2 separate regions of the Mus musculus genome follow, and region 1 is linked to region 2. A link is a contact called in public promoter capture Hi-C data. All regions are on one chromosome and are shown on one strand. The core of a region is the stretch at or near the end of the contact, and the rest is flanking DNA. Distances in the headings are between cores, read along the strand shown.

What was found. Promoter capture Hi-C pulls out the DNA fragments that hold promoters and counts their contacts.
Region 1: a contact with region 2 is called in a promoter capture Hi-C map of liver, with 2.2 times the contacts expected there. The contact joins the promoter of Aoc2 here to the promoter of Cavin1 in region 2. A contact is called at or near these places in 4 of 39 promoter capture datasets (hematopoietic stem and progenitor cells, hippocampal neurons, liver and 1 more) and 2 of 115 datasets of contacts at active chromatin or transcription factors (bone marrow-derived macrophages and embryonic stem cells).

The regions. Positions count from the first base shown.
Region 1 is chr11:101,321,336-101,327,202 of GRCm38.p6, forward strand. It overlaps Aoc2 (amine oxidase, copper containing 2 (retina-specific)), which reads left to right and starts at 3,728. Exons shown (of 4, transcript NM_178932.1): 1 at 3,728-5,348. The coding sequence starts at 3,758. It overlaps Psme3 (proteaseome (prosome, macropain) activator subunit 3 (PA28 gamma, Ki)), which reads left to right. Exons shown (of 11, transcript NM_011192.4): 11 at 457-2,202. The coding sequence ends at 537.
Region 2 is chr11:100,967,169-100,972,837 of GRCm38.p6, forward strand. It overlaps Cavin1 (caveolae associated 1), which reads right to left and starts at 3,449. Exons shown (of 2, transcript NM_008986.2): 1 at 2,822-3,449. The coding sequence starts at 3,298.

The sequences.
Region 1 (5,867 bases), core at 2,478-4,977, 350 kb after region 2:
GTGGTCACTAGAAGAGGGCATCAGATTCCCTGGAGCTGCAGTTAGTGACAGTTGAGAGTTGCCTGACATGGGTGCTAGCAACTCACTTGTGCTCTTCTGCAGTAAGAACTCTTGCTCCTGGCTGATGAGCCAGCTCTTCAGTCTGGAAACTGTGATCTTGATCTTGTTTAAGCTCAGACTTGACTTCAATTTTTTTCTAAAATAGAGTTTGATTACTGAGTAAAAAACCTAGACTTTTAACATCAAGGCAGCATTATTAAAGGACTTTCTCGTACTTCTCAGTGTGATCAATGCTTGAGCCAGCTTAGGCGTGTAGGAGGTGGTGGTGCCCCCCCCCCCCCCCCAGCTGTGTTAAGTGATGAGAGTTGGGTAAGGTAAGCGATTGCTTGGAGCATCGCTCTCTTGGTGAGGTAGAGGTTGAACAGATGAGTGATCTCCTGATCCTTCCTGTCCTAGGTCACTCTCCATGACATGATCCTGAAAAACATTGAGAAGATCAAACGGCCCCGGAGCAGCAATGCAGAGACACTGTACTGAGGCCAGGGCCAGGGCCAGGGGACTTTGTGAGTCTGGCTCAAGACCGACATTGCCTTGGTTTGTTACATGACTATCGTGATGGGAAAACTGGCTGGAAATAGTAATCACACCTCTCTGTTTTTAGTTAGAGTCTAATGAAACTCTCATCTAGTTCTGTGACGTGTTTACCTCTTTTTTCAGGCCTCAGGAACTCTTCTATCTCCTTCCCCAACACCCCCCACCCAGCCTGTCCTAATTTCTGGAGAACTCCAGGTTTGTGCAACATACTGGCACAAGCGTAATTGTGGGTTTTTGTTTTTTCTTCCCTTCTCTCCCCCTTCCCCTGTTTTAGGTTTTGTATTTTCTTCCTTTTGATGATTAGTTGGTTAAAAGCTGGAGGAACTATAGGGAAAGTGTTAGGTGTCTTTTAGGAACAGGGGGAGTGGAGGTGGAAGGGACATCTCTTGTCACAAGGCTAGTGTCTCGTTTCTGTGGGACTTTGGGTCCTCCTTGCCTGCCCAGGTGATGCCTTAGGGCTTCCCACCTACATCCATCCCGCTCTGAGCCTGACTGTGGCGAGGGGTCCCCTAGACCTTCACCTGCATCCCTGCAGCTTCTTTGGATGTTTTTATAACTGGGGTTTTCACATACACATGTGTACACATGTAAACACGCATAGGGACATGCATACATGCTTCCTGCTCCATTATAGAACATACCTTCCTTCCTGCACCACCACTCCCTCAAGCCCTTCACATACAAACATCTCAGCAGGTGATAGTTGTCTTAGTCATCCACCCAGGCAAAAGTCCCAGGCCCACCCTCTTCTGATAATGTAGCAGTTGGTGCCAGGGTAAGCTGAAGGAGAACCGAGAGCCGAGCAGCAGAGGGCTCATGAAGGCCTTCCCTCTGTGGCTCAGGTTCTTTTTGGTGTTATGCAAAAGCTGGTCCTCTGGCCCGCACTTGTCTTCTCCTAGGCCAGCATGTGCGCTGGCTGGGGAGCGGCCGGCTGTGAGGTGCAGAGGCTGCTGCTCCTCGCTGTGCTTTCCCTTTGGGAAATGTTTCTCGTATTTATAGTATTGTGCTTCCAGGGAAAGCAGTAATTCATGTGTATACGTGTGTGTGTGTGCACATACACACGTGCACATGTGTGTGTGTGTTCGTGTGTGTGTGTTAATATGCTGCGAAGGTCAAACCCATAGAAGAGTTGCCTCCTCTCTTGAATCTTCCAGAGGTACCACTTGTTAAAGCGTTTGTATTAATCGCACTAGCCCCCAGCTTTTTAAGTGAGAGTTGGTCTCTGCAATTAGCCTGCCAGTGACTGACTCTCAGTGTCTATTTGACTTTTATTCCTCTCCGTCTTCCAATCCCAAATCATATTTCCACCTGGGATGCATCACTTTCACTCCCAGCATTCTGTAGGAAAGGAGGCGGGATGCGGGATGCTCTCTTCCCAAGAATAGTGCTCAGTAACAAACCAATCGCATTTTCGTTGGGCAGTGCACCTATCCACCCTCAGATCCCTTCCAGCTGAGCCCCTCCCCTCCCCCCACCATGTGTTTCTTGGTTTTCCTTTTGTTTGATTGTCCCTCTGCCCCTCCTTCCTTGGATTGTAATGTAAAATTCTTTTACCATGTCAAGAAATTATTAAAAATACAGGTACTTTGACCTCTTTCTAAAGCTGCAGACCCTGGTGCTGTACTCTGGTGACTGAGGGACATAAGGGTCACACATGAGCATTCAGACACCCATCTTCACAGACACTCTGGCTAGCCTGTCGTGTGTGAACTTACTAGTTGAACCTTCATTCCTCTTCACAGTGCAAGAACTAATGGGAGGTGGTTCCTGCTGTGTGTTGACGCTCAATTGTGTGAAAGCTGCCTGTCTTCACCAGATTCCAGGTCCTTCCTGGTGATACCCTGAGCTGCCAGCAGAGGCTGCTGTGGTTATGTGTGGGACCAGCAGCTCGGGCTGACCCTGTCGATCCAGTCCTTTTCCTCCATACCAGCTTGCCTCTACATACATACATACATTCATACATACATACTTACTTCATACATACTTTTTTGAGGGAACTCCTGGTATTGGTTTATACTGACCCACAGTGCTCATAAGAGGCTTACATCCCTCTAAAATAACATGTCCTCACTTCCCTCCTGACAGTGAGACTCTTCATTGTCTATAGAGGTTTAAGGTCCCAGTAGGGGAGGGGCATCTACTCTATTCTATCCCAGAGTTTAGAGCCACTAGCTACCTGCTCTGCCTGCCTGCCTCCCTCCCTCCCTCCAGGGTTACTAAGCACTTGCTGTGTAAGGCTACATTTTAATCAAAAGCACTCCACAGAATACTTTTATGCTTTTTATATATTTATTCGGTTTTTTTGTTTGTTTTTTAAAGACCCTTCTCTGTGTAGCCTTGGCTGTCCTAGGACCGCTCTAAAGACCAGGCTGGCCTCAAACTCAACAGATCGGCTTGTCTCCTGAGTGCTGGGATTGAAGGCATATAGTACCTCTCCCTGGCTATGCTTTTTATTTTTTAAGGCAGGGTATCACCTAGGTTGACCTATAATTCACTCATGTAGCTTAGTTGAACTCTCAGCACTCCTCTTGAGTGTTGGTATTATCAGTATAAATGACCATGCCTCATGCGCCTTCATAGGGAAGAAATTCAGGATATGTAGCCCCTTTAAGGCTACATAACTTGGACTGGATCATTGTATAGACCTAAACACAGCTCAACCTCAACCAGTCGTCTCTCTGACTGGATAGAGTAAGGCCTGGGTCTCCCAAGTCAGGCACTCATTAGGTCCCAGGTAGAGCTGACTGCTCATTGCTGAGTTGGGCGGTGGGTCTGGGAACTGGGAATGTAATTCTGCTAAGAGGTGTTTTGTTAGTACTTGTGTGTTAGACAGGGAAAGGAAGGAGTGTGTATCGAAACTGCCTTCTCAGGTAGTTCAGCTCCATTACCCACCCCATCCCTCTCACCTGTTCTAAATGATGACACGTAGTAGTTAGTGACCATTGGCAGTCAAAGTTTAGGGACAGGAGCAAGCTATGTAATGTCTTGAGCCAGAGCACAAGACAGAAAATTGGAACAGAACTACATAAAGCACGATCAGAGATTTCCTGTCCAGCCCACAGGGTGGAGTTTAGTCCATTCCTCTCCATCATCCTGAATATAAGCCTGCCACAATGTCAGACACCGATGAGCTCTCAGGACGGGGGGAGCTTCAGTGCCAGCCATGAATCTCAAGGTGCTGCTGCTGCTTCTGGGGCTGTCTTTCCTCACTGTCTTTGCTCTGGTCTATGTCCTGCTGACCAGGCAAGGCAGTTTCAGCCAGTCTCCTCGATGCCCTTCCATACCTCCCAGAATTCATCCCTGGACACACCCTAGCCAGAGCCAGCTGTTTGCAGACCTGACCCCAGAGGAGCTGACAGCTGTGATGAGCTTCCTGACCAAGCACCTGGGGCCGGGGCTGGTGGATGCAGCCCAGGCTCGACCCTCGGACAACTGTGTCTTCTCAGTAGAGTTGCAGCTGCCTGCCAAGGCTGCAGCCCTGGCCCACCTGGACAGAGGGGGGCCCCCACCTGTGCGAGAGGCACTAGCCATCATCTTCTTTGGTGGACAACCCAAGCCCAACGTGAGTGAGCTGGTGGTGGGGCCCCTGCCTCACCCCTCCTACATGCGGGATGTGACTGTGGAGCGCCACGGCGGCCCCCTGCCCTATTATCGGCGCCCCATGCAGAAAACTGAGTTTGTTCAGATATGGAGGCATTTGAAAGAAGTGGAGCTACCAAAGGCACCCACCTTTCTGGCTTCTGTCTTGAACTACAATGGCTCCACCTTGGCACCTTTGCATTCTACTGCTAGTGGTTTCCATGCAGGCGATCGAGCTACCTGGATAGCCCTCTACCATAACATCTCAGGTCTTGGAGTGTTCCTTCACCCTGTGGGGCTGGAGCTACTGTTGGACCACGGGGCCCTGGACCCTGCCGACTGGGTAGTCCAACAGGTCTTCTACCTTGGGCATTACTATGCAGACTTGGCCCAGTTGGAATGGGAGTTTAAAGTTGGCCGCCTAGAAGTGATTCGGGTCCCTCTACCCACACCAGGTGGAGCTTCCTCCTTGAGGCCTAGAGTCACTCCAGACCCTCCTCTTCCCCCTCTTCAGTTCTCACTTCAGGGTCCCCAGTATAACATACAGGGAAACTCAGTGACATCTCCCCTCTGGACATTTACCTTTGGTCATGGGGTGTTCAGTGGCTTAAGAATTTTTGATATTCGGTTCAAGGGTGAGCGTGTGGCTTATGAAGTCAGTGTCCAGGAGTGTCTGACAGTTTATGGTGCTGATTCCCCCAAAACAATGACGATCCGGTACTTGGACAGCAGCTATGGGCTTGGTCTCAACAGCCGAGCTTTGGTTCGGGGGGTGGATTGCCCCTATCAAGCCACAATGGTGGACATCCATGTACTGGTGGGCACGGGGTCAGTCCAGCTGCTTCCAGGGGCTGTGTGTGTATTTGAGGAGGCCCAGGGACTGCCCCTTCGAAGGCATCATAATGGCATCGGGGGTCATTTCTATGGTGGTTTGGCCAGCTCAAGCCTTGTGGTCAGGTCGGTGTCATCAGTGGGCAACTATGATTACATCTGGGACTTTATGCTACACCCAACCGGGGCCCTTGAAGCTCGTGTCCATGCCACGGGCTATATCAACACAGCCTTCATGAGTGGAGGAGCTGAAAGTCTCCTCTTTGGGAACCGTGTGGGAGAAAGAGTGCTGGGAGCGGTGCATACACACGCTTTCCACTTCAAACTGGACCTTGATGTAGCAGGTGAGTTCTTAGCCTGAGCCTTGAAGGCTGGGAATGGGGCACAGGGCAGGAAGTCCCCAAATCAAGGAGTGAGCTCAGAAAGGTTCAGGGGGCATTCTAACCCCTCTGGGTATGGGAAGGGAGAAAGGATTGAGTGCAGCTGCACTCACAACTGGGTGTCTGGCCAAAGGGGAAAGGGGTTCTGCTAATTCCTACCCGCTGAGCCCCTCCCCCCCAGATTTGCAGTTGTAAAGCTAGTTTAGTTTAAGTATAATGACTGGGCCTGGCTGCTTTAGCCTTGAGAGGGACTCTGGGGAATGGACCCTGAGGGAACTGAATGGAGCTCCCCCCCCCGCCCGCCCCCCCCTAGATCTCCATTTTACACTTGGGGAAACTGAGGAAGGCAGGGGAGATGGGGTAGGAAGTCTTGGCATGTGCACATTGCACACTATACTTGTGCTTGCTTGCTTGGTTTCTTTTTTTTTTTTGGTGAGGGTAGAGGAGGTCAGGAAAAATAAGACTAACATAGTGGCAATAGAT
Region 2 (5,669 bases), core at 2,199-4,698:
GTTGCCTATAACTCTTACCCTATAGGACAGAATGAGACGCCAAACCACTTGCTTTTGTTGATGGCCACATTCGGGATCCCCACACCAGGAATACGGCATGGGTGGCCAGACATCCTGATCCCAGCACTAAGACACCCAGACCCTTGGGTTCTGTCTCCTATGATATCCCTTTTGCCATATCAAGACTTCCCACACCTAGAGGGGGAATTTAGAATCTCCTTTCTGCTTTCCCTAAAAACTCATATCATATGGGAGCCCTTTTCCAGTCGGTGCCCCCCCTCCACTCCCCACCCCTGCCTTCCTTGCTCTCTCTGCCTGGCCATCTCCTTATCCTGAGTTTCCCATAAACTCTGCCGCCCCCAGTCTTCCCTATTAGGCCTGCCAAGACACAGGGCTATTTTTACCCTATTCTTTTCTCAGACCGTGGACCTCTGCAGACCCGGGAGGAGAGCAGGCCGCTTTCCTCCAACATGGGAGGTTCCACCCCCTCACCCCACCTGGAACATCCTTGGGGCAGCTCAGGGAAGTTTTGCAACTCTGAGCCCCATCCCATGTCCTGGAAGCTGGGTCCTTACCTCTGAGCTTGTCCCTGTCACTTAAGTGACAGAGACACTTCTTTCTTTTGAGATTTATTTATTTTTTAAATTTTGCGTATGGGTGTTTTGCCTGTATTCATGTCTGTGCAGCACCCTTGCTGAGGCAGAAGAGGGTGTTGAAACCCCTAGAACTGGAGTTAGATTGTTGTTAGCCATCATGGGGGTGACTGGTTCTCTGGAAGGGCACCCAGTGCTGTTTATGACTGAGCCATCTCTCCACCCCCAGTCCCAAGCCACTCTCCCTTAATTCTTCCCTCCTCACTCACTGGCTTGGTGTTTCAGATACAGTCAAAGCCATCTAGTGCATGCCCCACCCCACCACACTAGTCAGATAGTGATGACTGTCCGATGCTGGAGCTGGAACAGATCAGAGAGGAGGATGACCCCATCAGAGAAGTCGTCCACCCACTCAACACTTGTCCTTTCTCTCAGAATCACCCTCCTCAGCCTGGGGAGGTTTACCTCCAGGTTGAGAATGTCCCCAGACTGCACAACCTGGTCCATTTAATGAGAAAGTCACCTGTCCAAGTTCTTTGTGACAAGCACAGAAGGAGCGAGCTAGCTTACTTCTCTTTCCCTAAACATCACCTGTGTGGCAAGGGCCGCACCGGTCTCAAAAACAACCCACAGGACCCACACCTCCTGCTTCCAAGCATTAGACTGAGTGGAAATGGCTTTCTAAGTCAACACTCTTCTCCTACCCAGTGGGTGCTATAAATGGGAGACGCAAAGCTTTTTTTGTTTGTTTTAGACTGGGTTGTGTTATATGTCCCAGGTTGCTTTGGCCTCTGAAATGATTGGGGCCCCGGGTAAACACCAGCCGGGCAAAGCTTTTTGCAGGCCCCTTGAGAGAGTACCCCAGCAGTATGTAGAGGCAGGAGCTGGGAGCAGGCCTGCTCTGCCTCTGGCCTACCACCAAGGATTCCAAGAATATGGTCTGCTCCATTCTTCCCCAGACACTGTCCCATCTGCATCGCTCATGGTTACTCTTAGGGAAACTAAGCGAAGGTCCTCATCTCACATCACATGGTTACTCTGGGGCATCTTAATCAAGAAAGTCTCTGAGCTTGGTGATCACAGCCCCTTTACAAAGATCTTTGAAGGTAGAGCACGTTTCCATTCCCTTCAGGAGCATAAACTAACCCTACAACCATCACTCCTATTAGGAGTAGAAGCATCAACTAGGCCCAAGCAGGAGGACGCAGAGCTCAGCACATTCCCTCCCAGGGAAAGAGCACTAAGTCCACACTCAGCTCAGCCTTACTCTCAAGGGGGTCAGGGATGGGGAGCGCAGGGACAAATCTGCACTGCACTGACTCTCAGATGCTTTAGGGGTTAAGATATCACAGTTATATCCAGGCTGGAGGAACCCAGAAAGGTGCAAAGAATGCAACGGGTGGAGCCCGTGGAGTGCGGCAGCCTCCACCCACCAGCACCTTCACAGCTCGGGACATGGCCCCCGCAATCATGCGGGGGTGGGGTGATTCACTGCGCCCAGACCGCCACCTCCACCCGCCCCACTTACACTCCTAACGCCCACCCTACCTGCCCCACCCGCTCCCAGCAGGCGCCAAGGGCGCCCGCGCACTGCAAGACCCTTGGGAACTGAAAGTGCCTGGAGGCCAGGGGCAGATCGCGGCCTAGGGACATGCGTGGGTAGCCGAGGTTGGTGCGGGGGCGCGGGGATAGGGTGTGGGGGGCTGACGATCGTGTCCCTTGCATGGCGCCCCCGCCACTGCGTGCCTGAGCCCTGAATCACCCGCTATATCGGGCCCGCAGCGCCGGAGGCCCCAGGTCCCGGGCCCCACCTTTAGTGTCTGCTTACAGAGGGGCATACAGAGACCACCAGAGACCTCGGGCATTCCCTCCCTTTTCCCTCTCTCCGCCCCACCAAAAAAAAAACTTCCTCCAAGTGGAAAGGCGTTTGACAGAGACAAGCTGGGAGCATTCAGCGTTCCCAAGTCTAGCCCGCTAACTTTTCCGATAGGAGTTAGAGACCGTGGGGAGGAGCCTGGAGAGGAAGGCGCAGGGTGCGCCCCTCTGTGAGCCCCAAGAGTTTGCCACTCCCTAAACCCCACTCCAACTGGGTTCACAGGAAGGGGGGAGGAGCTCCTGACCGCTCTCACCAGGCCGGGCTGGCGGAGAGACGAGCCTCGGCCGGGTGTCCCCACCCGGATCCCAGGCCGGGACCCCAGCTCTGGGCGCGGTCCGCCCCGCGGGCTCACCTGGTAGATCATGACTTTGAAGTTGCGGCGCCTCAGCAGCTCCGCCTCGTTGACCTCCAGTTTCTTTATCTGGCCGGCCTGGCGCTCCAGGCTGCCGCGCACGGTCTTCACGTTGACGCTGACCTTGCGCACCTTCTCCAGCAACTTGCTCACGGTGTTGCTCGTGGTGGCGTGCGCCTTGCCCAGCTTGCTCAGCTCTCCCTGGATGCTCTGCACAGCGCCCTCCATCTCCGCCTGTCGCTCCTCCAGCTGGGCTTGGGTCAGCTGGATCTGGTCAACGGCGCCGATGATTTTATCCAGAAGGCTCAGCACCAGCACACCGTTCACCTGGTCCGACTTGATCAGCTCGTCGGAGCCGGTCCCCGACGGCTCCTCCGTGGCCCGCGCCTCCCCTTGGGTGGGCTCCGGGCCCTCTGAGGAAGCATCGGGAAATCCGGAATACGGCCGCTCAACGATATGGAGCGTGACATCCTCCATGGCTTCCCGGAGCCGTGCGGGGCCGACCGGGTGGAACTGGAGCGGGAGACCGGGAGAGAAGGAGGAGCGAGAGACTGGACAGCGAGCAGGAGCCCAGAGCGGAGGAAACTCGAGCCACGTCCGTGCGCACCGGGACTCTAGCCAGAACTGTGGGGCGGGGAATCTGCGAGTTGCCCGGCTCCTAGACCAAACCCGGAGTCCCGTCGGCCATTGGCTGGCCCCACCCCAGAAAGGGAGGAACCGGGGCAGGAGGGGAGACCAACCCCGGAGGGGCAGCAGAGGGGAACCCAAGAGCTGGGCGCCCCACCCTGTTCAGGATGGTTGGAATAGTTGGAGCGGGAGTCTAGGGCCCCCCTTGGCAGTGGAGGCTGCGGCAGCGGGACTGGGGCAGAGGAATGTGAGCTGCGGAAAGGAATTAGGTCTTCGGAGTGTGCTCTACTCTTTCTCTTTCCTCACCCACAAACCCACTCCAGCCTTTTAAGATCAAGCTGAGGTCCAAATGGCGCGTGAATTGGGTGTAAACGAGTAGTTTGTGTCTATGCCTCATGTCCTTGGAGGATCCTTGCCCTATACAATCTTTTTCAAAGATTTGGGGGTCTGCCCCCATCGTCTATCTATACACTGAGTTACCACTGTCCCCCAAATCTTGTGGGGTTGTTAGTGAGAGAGAGGGAAGAGATGAAATGACAGAAAGGGTGACGGCCTAGAAAGGGCCTCTAGGTTTCTCTTAGAATTGTAAGGACAGGGCATGATTAAGGCGAGAAGTAAATTATAAAGTAAAAGCTTTTGGTCACTTCTCCCAGGGCCCCCTCCAGCAGATATCTAGCTAATTCTAAGAATGTGAGCGTCGGACTCGTTCTTCCCTTGGGTTCTCGGATATTAGGTGAGCATTCAGGGAGATCACGGAACCCCATCTCTTTACCTAGCAGAGAAAAGAAGGCCAAGAGGAGGCAGGTGGCTCTCCAGGGTTCACTCCAGGTTACTGTTGCCATCTGTTCTTAGCTCCAGGTCTCTGAACTCCACCGGTACTCAGTACCTTTCCCTGGGGCAGGAATTGGGGCAACTATAGCGGTACTACCGAATGGGGAAGCGAACAGTTTTCTTCATGGTGCTGAACACCAAGGAGCTGGCAGTTCTGAGCAGGCGCAGAAAAGTCCTTAGCACAGACGTCTAGAGACACAGGCTGCCCTGTGTCTCTAGACACAGGCCCTCAGCAATCCCTGGAGCCACCCCAATTCCCTTTCCCACAGAGATACTGAAAACCTTTTCCCTGATTAGGAAACCAGGCTTGGGGTTCCCCGCCTGGATGGGTTCTCGGCAAAAGGTCACTTCTAGTCTGGTGCCCACCCTCCTTAAGTTAAACGCTGCTCTGTGGAGACTCGAGGGTCGTCGATCTAATCAATCAATTCACCAACGTGTGGAGCAGATTGCCATATAGGGTATAGAACTTTAGGGACCTCTGAATAAAACAGCAATCCCCCAACACACCAATTGGTTTTCTCACTTGAGGTTAAAGAAGAGAGACCCTCAGGCGAGAGTGGCGACGCACGCCTTTAGTCCCAGCCATTGGGAAGCAGAGGCAGGCAGATCTCTGAGTTCGAGGCCAGCCTAGTCTACATAGTGAGATTCAGGATAGCCAGGACTACACAGAGAAACCCTGTCTTGAAAGACAAAACAAAAAAAAAGAGTGAACTTCTGCATACAATTGAATATTTGCCAGGTGTGATGGGATACCTTTGATCAAAGCACTTGGAAGGCAGACAGGCAGATGTCTATGAGTTCGACAGCATCTTGGTCTACATAGCTAGTTCTGGGCCAGCCAGAGCTATACACTGATACCCTGTCTCAAAAACAAAACAAATGGGGAAACAAACAAACAAAATAAACTACATGTTTTATAACCATCACAATGGGCAGATTACCAACTTTTTAAAAGAAAGAAAGAAAGAGAGAGAGAGAGAGAGAGAGAGAGAGAGAGAGAGAGAGAGAGAAAGAGAGAGAGAAGAAAAGAAAAAAAGGGGACTGGAGAGATTGCTCAGTGGTTACAGGTGCTTACTACTCTTACACAGAACCCAAGTGTGGTTCTCAATAACCACAGTTCCTCTGGGTACAGAGAATCCGATGTCCTCTCTTCTGCCCTCCACTGGCACCTGCACACACACACACACTAAATAAGTAAATAATTAAATAATTTAAGGAAATTATAGCAATTAAATTTTTTTTCTATTAAGAACTGATAATGCTTTAAGAAAAAAGAATGTCAGGAGAAAGCCTTACTGGACCTTCAAACTCTTTCTCTTCCTATATTTTCAGTATGGGGCATGGTAGTGCACACCTTTAATCCCAGCACTCGGGAGTCAGAGGCAGGTGG